Regions from separate parts of the Callithrix jacchus genome. Here region 2 is linked to region 1. A link is a contact called in public Hi-C data. All regions are on one chromosome and are shown on one strand. The core of a region is the stretch at or near the end of the contact, and the rest is flanking DNA. Distances in the headings are between cores, read along the strand shown. Region 1 overlaps WWOX (WW domain containing oxidoreductase). Region 2 overlaps WWOX (WW domain containing oxidoreductase).

The links. A called contact is a pair of places that touch in the nucleus more often than the background predicts.
Region 2: a contact with region 1 is called in a Hi-C map of skeletal muscle, with 4 times the contacts expected there. The contact joins two enhancer-like sites. A contact is called at or near these places in 3 of 3 Hi-C or Micro-C datasets (induced pluripotent stem cells and skeletal muscle).

Annotation. Positions count from the first base shown.
Region 1 is chr20:35,622,785-35,626,284 of calJac240_pri, reverse strand. All of the region lies in intron 4 of WWOX (WW domain containing oxidoreductase), which reads right to left. Among named protein-coding and RNA genes, the nearest start is that of WWOX, 24 kb to the right of the region's middle. Within about 2 kb of position 1,729, at least 1 of the 16 cell types and tissues checked has an H3K27ac peak or open chromatin away from gene starts, as enhancers often do. A contact at or near this core is called in skeletal muscle, where this site is marked.
Region 2 is chr20:35,730,483-35,733,982 of calJac240_pri, reverse strand. All of the region lies in intron 5 of WWOX (WW domain containing oxidoreductase), which reads right to left. Among named protein-coding and RNA genes, the nearest start is that of WWOX, 130 kb to the right of the region's middle. Within about 2 kb of position 1,767, at least 1 of the 16 cell types and tissues checked has an H3K27ac peak or open chromatin away from gene starts, as enhancers often do. A contact at or near this core is called in skeletal muscle, where this site is marked.

The DNA of each region.
Region 1 (3,500 bases), core at 480-2,979:
TCTGAGTCCCCCATCTGCATCTACGTTGGTGCTGCATTGTGACCAGAAGGAAGGACATGGGCAGGTGAAACTGACGACAAGCAGGAAGAAACCACCTCGCCCAAGAACTCACAACATTTCCGCCTATGTAATCTTACACAACTCCAACCATGGAAGTTTCCGCCTCTGCAGAGATTCCCTTCTTACTGTATCAAGTTTGTGCTCCTGAATATCTGGCTAGAGTCAGAGCCTGCCAGCTTTAAGTGGGATAGCATCCATTAAAATTTCAGTCATCGCTAAGCAATCAATTGCATAGCGTGCTACCCTGTCACCTGACATCTGGTTCACTTTGTAAATCCTTAAGAAGATACTTGCAGGAACCTCTCCTCATATCCTAACAAGAAAAAAGTCAAGAGTTCTTATTTTATTCCTTCCATTATGGAATTAAATGACTCTCTTCCTCCATCTTCTTCCAACTCTCATCTTCCCTTTAGGACTCTTTCTTCTATACCTGTGATTTTTCCCCAACCGGCGGCAACCTTATAGTCATACAGTATTTGAATTCTTCATTACGGCATTTCACATATTGTTTTATTTGATCTGTACAAAACAGTATGTGACAGATAAATTATTATTCTCTTGATTTTACAAATGAGGACAGTCAGGCTCAAAATGGTTAAGGGACTTGCCTAAGTTACGTAAGTGAAGAACCATCTGTGTCAAATTACAGCTCTCTTCCTAGCACGTCCAGTAGACTCCAATAAAACTGCCCTACCTTTCTAAGTGTCAATAAAACCGTATTCAAACACTGACACATTCTTGGATATGATCAAGAAAGTGGGACAGCAAAGCTGAACATTTATACTTAGTACGCCAGGCAGGCCGATAAACTGTCACCAACTTGAGTGAACAAGCGTGCTAATGCAGAACTCTCAGTAACAATGTTACCGTGATGCATGGTGTAACAGTAAGTTTTAAAGAATAATCATTTTCCTCCCCTTTTTCCTGCAAATTTAATATATCTTTTTTTGTTCCTTTTCTGGGCATGTTGTTTGTTTTGTTTTCCATTTGATTCTTTATTTCTGGATGAAGCTATTAACTGACTTCCAACCAAAAAAAATACCTAAAATGTTTTCTTTCATAGCAAAGACAAGTCAATGTCTAAAACAGTTATTTAGAAAGGTCATTTTAGGACAAATTTGCAGAGATTATGGCAGCCTCTTGAGGATCTGGGAACCAGGAAGCTAGGAAAATACCAAACTAATTTCAGTGGTAACTCGATCCTCTTGCCTCCCATTCCAGAAATGGCTACACATTATTAAACGCCAGCAATGATGAGCAGACAATTCCCTGGGCACTTTGGAGTTCCCATCTTTAACAACTTTGCAAAGCAGGAGTGTCCATGTTGCATAGAGGCGGAACAGGAGTTCTGAGAAGGAAGTAACTTGTGCGGGCCATTCAGATAGGAAGTGGTTATCCCAGGTTTTGAAACTAGGTCACGTCGGCTTCCAGAGTCAGTATTCCTCCCCTACATCTTCCCAGATAGAATCCTGCTACTGATCAACTTGCCGTAACTGTCAGCAAAGCTATTTTCAGCAACGGTTCAACTTCTCCACACGAGAGCAGGCTCATCAAATGAGAGAATGCACAGAAAAGTTCTGAAGCGATGTTACTATCATTAATGGAAGATCTAAGGGAAATTTGCAAAACCAAAATAATCAAATCTCGCCTACTGTGTCATCTTGGGACCCCATCACCTTTGCAAAGCTGGCCAAGTTTAAGTTTTCTGGGGTATTCCCTCCTTAAATGGGGGTACCAGAGCAACACTGCCTCTGATGTGAGTTGTGGCTGGCATAATAGATAAAATGTGTGCTTAAAAGATTTTTGTGAAGGAAACTGAAGAGTTAGGCCAATCTCTTTTTTAGTGAATTTCCTCTTGATCACAGGATTGAATAGGTACTTAAAGTAATAGACACTTTATAAATTAACTTCTAACAGATATTTTGAAAATTAAATTATAGTAGGAGGCAAGCAATCAATTAGCAATCAATACATACCCAATAGTCATGCATAAGATGAAAAGGCAATTCGTTAATAAAAAGCGAGACATAAAAAAGCTTATCGGGGTCCGCAGTGGCTCCGGCCAGATGTTGTGGCGCTTGCGGAGGCGAGGCCATGAGTTCAAGGCCAACCTGAGCAACCTTACAAGCTCTCATTGATTGGCAAAAAAAAAAAAAAGCTTATCAATCTTGCTAATCATCAGAGATATGTAACTGTAAGTGATACTTTTAAAAAATTCTAAATCTCAAGTTTGGCAAGGACGCTGGGCAAAGGAGCATTCAAATCAGTACAACCTTCCAGGGCAGTCTGACAAAACGAATCAAGATACTAAGGTTTGGGAGCAAATCACTGGATTCAGCGATTCCACTTCCACAAAATAAAACTATAGTAGAGTCACGGATGGGTACAAACCTTTAATTACAAAATGTGCTTCTCCATTCCGTAGCTATTAAAAAGCTGGAATCCACCCAAATGTACCATACTGGGAGAAGAGCTGGAACCACATAACGGAATACTACGCAGCCATTTAAGATGTAGCGTATTTAGCAACACAGAAAGATACTCACAATTTATAGCTAAATGGAAAAATCACAAAAGCAGGGAAAACATGCTTAGAATCATATATGCTAATTAATAGTACACTTCTAATTGGTAAAAATTGTTTTTTTTAATCTTTTAGTCTTATTTTATTTTCATTTTCTAAATTTTCCATAATGCAAGTCAATCACAATAATCTTTAAAATAATTATTATATTAAATGAGAAGGCCTATCAAGCTAATCTAGAGTAACACCTGGCATTATATAAGAGCTTGACAAATGCTACCTCCCGTTCCCCAAGATTTATTCCTCAATACTTATTTTGTAATCATAACACCAAAGGGGTTTTGGTAAAGGAAGCTTCAGTTTAATAAAAAAAAAAATGTTTTTTGGTAGAGATGGGGTCTTGCTATGTTGCCCAGTCTGGTCTCAAACTCCTAAGCTCAAGCAATCCTCCTGCCTCAGTCTCCCAAAAGGCTGGGTTTACAGGCGTGAGCTACTGTGCCCGCGTCAAGCTTCAGCTTCCGAATCCAGGATCAACATGGAGTCCAGAAAACACATCGGCCGTGGTCCTCCCCGTAGATGCCACTCCCAGCACTGGCCGCACACAAAGGAGCCTTCACGGGTTTAAATAAAGCCATTTTTTCCAAACTCAAGATTAACGAAAGTGAATAAGCTGCTCGAAACAGCTCCTACTGGACTGTGTGCTGTTATTCCTCCCAGCAAGATGGCGGCATGTACAGAGGAAGGGGCCCCAGGCATGGAGTCAATTACCCTCTGCTCTACCGTGCAGGCACCTACTCCACAGAAAGCTGTATGGTCCCAGTACATCACCTCACCTCTTTGCACTTCCCTTTTGACACCATCACAAGACAGCTGTAAGCACTGCGGTGAGAATTCAATATGACAAGAACGGAATCTT
Region 2 (3,500 bases), core at 518-3,017, 110 kb before region 1:
CACACCAAGGAATCACTCACGGGGGGCGTGTGCCACAAAGACACTCACTGCAATTCCACTTACAACAGAGAAAAGCTGTAAATAACCTGCATGTCCAACAATGGGGATTGGTTAAGTAAATTGTGACTCCCCATCCATTAGGAGACTGGGCAGCTATTTAAAATTATGCTGTTGAAGGATTTAGTAACACAGTGAAAAAAAATCAGTTTCTTGAAGAATTCCATTTTCTTTTTTTGGCTGGCTTGTATTATTTTAATTTTTAAAGAGATAATACATATATGTGTATCAGAAATTACATATTGGGAATGACCACCAAAAAATGGCTTGGCCCACTTAACAGAGAAGGAAAAATAATGTTGATACCACCTTTGGTCTCTTCCTTTCTACAGACAAATCATGGGTACTTCAGCAGTCACTTACTCCATCTGGGCCTCTGTTTCCTCATCTACAAAACAGGAATAATAGCAACTTCCCCACCTTAGACATATGGATTCTGTGCATGTGATCTCGACATGTAAATGGCTATTTTGTTGTGTTGCTGTTTTGGAAACTCTGCCATCATGCCAGCCACGTGAAAATCACTTGACATACGAGGCCACTCCACTGGGCTCAAACATCCTTCCCCCATATCTTTGCCGCTGAACTCTAACATCCTCTCCTTTGGGAAACCCAGGCTGGAAAGTGAAACGATGGCCCCATCCTCTTGCTTCCCAAGACTCTGCACCACCCAGGGGCTCTGAGCACTGTGCATGTTTCCTACCACATCACTCAGTGGCCCCTGCCTTTCACCATCCAACTTGCCTATGCATCCTTCTCTTTGCCTACACCACCTTCCACGTGGTAGGAACTCAGGCACCCCCTATCAACCTCTTGTGGACCCGTCAACACATCACTGGCATTCTTCTCTGCCCTATTAGTGCTTCAAGGTTGAAAAGCACAAAGGGGCATGGTCCACACAAGTGCAGGGCTTCTCAGCCTCAGCACTACCGGCTTTTGGGACCAGACAATTCTCTGTTGTGGGGCACACCTATGCACTGTAGGATGTTTGGCAGCATTCCTTGCCCCTACCCACTAGATGCCAACAGCAGCATCTTCTCCTCCAAGATATAATAACCAAAATATTTCCAGACAAACTGTCCCCTTGATGGGCAGAGTCACTCTTGGTAGAGCGCCACACGCACAGTGAGAAAGGCAATATATTTATTTCTGCTGCTGACAGGCACAGCCTACAAGCAGCAGGTACCAGAATCACATAAAAGATCATCGCAAACACACTTCTTGGGCAGGAAAGTCCATGCCAGATCTTCAACTGGAATCTTCTGAGACTGAAAGGGGAAAGACAGAGAGTGCAACCCTCCCCACCTTCCTCCGGCTCCCCTCTGAGCCTTGAGCAAAAGGAAGGGGACAGCCCGCTCAACCCTGAGCCTAAGTGCGTCTCCTCTGAGAGCATGTTCTGGAAGCGCTCCACAGCGAGCGTGAAGATCTTCTGCGAGATTACTTATCTCGAGCGTGTGTCACTTCTTCAGCACCATAAAACTGAAATACTTGAAACAGATGTCACTACATTTGTCATGAACTGACATGGCCAATTAATATTACAAATTCACCATGGAGAAACGCTTCCAGCTCCCAAGGTATAAACTGCTGAACATCACAATTTCATCTTGTAACAATGGGCCAACCTCGCCAGGGCTATAAATACGAAGAAGCACAGGCTGATTAAACGGTAAAAAGTGCTGTTCACCGGGAGTCTCTTTCCAGGGCTGACACTAGTGCTGAGCCTAAGGTTAACAGGTACCCCCTATGTCTCGGCTGCAAAATATGTATTTTTTCTCCTCCCTTTCTTCAGGAAAAGTTGACTGCTGCAGACTGTCATTTTTTCTCCTCCCAGTGAGCAAATGGCACGCTCATTAGAGGACACGAAAGCCTGTGGCATAGGTTGGCTATTTACCTAGTTGGACTTCTCTTTTTTTTCTGTTAAGTGGTGTGACAGCCAAACTCTCACACCTAATGAGGCACAGCTGCGCCCTTGGCCCTGAAGAAATATGCGTTGGAAATGAACTGGAAAACACTTGGCCTCCCTTGAACCTCCCAGGAGGCAGTTTTGCCCACTGGTGCCCCCTGGGAAGTCGGTCGGCTTCTTTTCCAAGGGCCATCTACATCATCAGGCAGAAAACTGCCATTGTTCCAAAGCACGTAATGGGTTCTGGTGGTTTTCAAACATTCTCCATATACCAGTGCAAACGGAGGGGCATCTCGGGCGAATTCCACAGGATGTTTCAGGAGCCCAAAGGCTTTGACTTTCTTTTCTCAGCAGAAGTTTTCCGTTCTAGTTCCGAGGTTTCATTCTTTTTATCGTTGGTTTGGAAGACAGAAGCAGCAGTAAGAAAACAGATTATGTATAAGGAAAATGAATAGGGGCCAATGAATTACCCAAACCAAATAAACAAAGTCTGCTTGGGAAATAAGGTTTTGGAGGAAGGCGAGACCCATATGCATGAGTGTATAAAATCAGAGAGAAATGTGTCAAAAACAAATTACAAACCTTCCAAATACGGGATTACACATGAATGGATGGTAATAATCACACATCACTCAAAGGCAGTCTGTGTATTACATCTCGCATTTCATCAAATAAGACTTAGCTCCTGGGTCATTAATTAGCAACCTCGATTCTAGATAGCAGATATGAGGAAGGCAACAGTAATCGGGTCCTGCTTCAATATTGTGATTCGTTTTTCTCATCTACTTCTCTTTTTTTCCCCTTATTTTGCTCAAAATGCCGTCTGAGGAAAGACAAGACCTTTCTTATAAAAGCAAAAACTATTCACATCTCTGCCCACAGAGTCCACCATTAGTGGAAATAGGAGATTACCTTCTTCAAAGTACACTTAATTAAAGTAATTTACTAACTTCTTTACATCTAATACAAGAAAGCTAGAGGAAGTTTTATGCACTGATATTACACTTTTTTCCTTCTTCTCAATATAGGAATCTTTCTGTTTTATGAAAGCTAACCCACTCGATGCAAAGAATAGTTTACTCCAATACAAATAGAAACTATAGAAAATATAAAAATCCTAATAAACCCTTTAATCTCTAACTTTCCAAGGGGGTGAATTAATACAGAGGACATTCGAGATTTATTTTCTTTAAGCTTCAACAGTAAAGAGTGTTTCAAAGTCATTCTCCAGGCTCTAGAGATTTTCAAAATCCAAATGAACTGAGCTTAACTCTGTGGCGTGTGACATATAATAAAATCTACTCCAAGATTCACCTACTTAAAGGTATATGATACATTTGGATAAGAGAAAATAAAATTAGAAAATCTAAATATATATGAATCAAATGGTTAAAAAAATTAAATAGAAGTTTCTTGCCTCGAGTAATAAACGCAAGCTTCTTGGTGGATATCTTTAATCTTGATTTCAGAATGAGTCCAAAAAGGAATTACCAGAGTGAATACCAGATAATGGAAGAAATGATGATCGTGTTTCTCT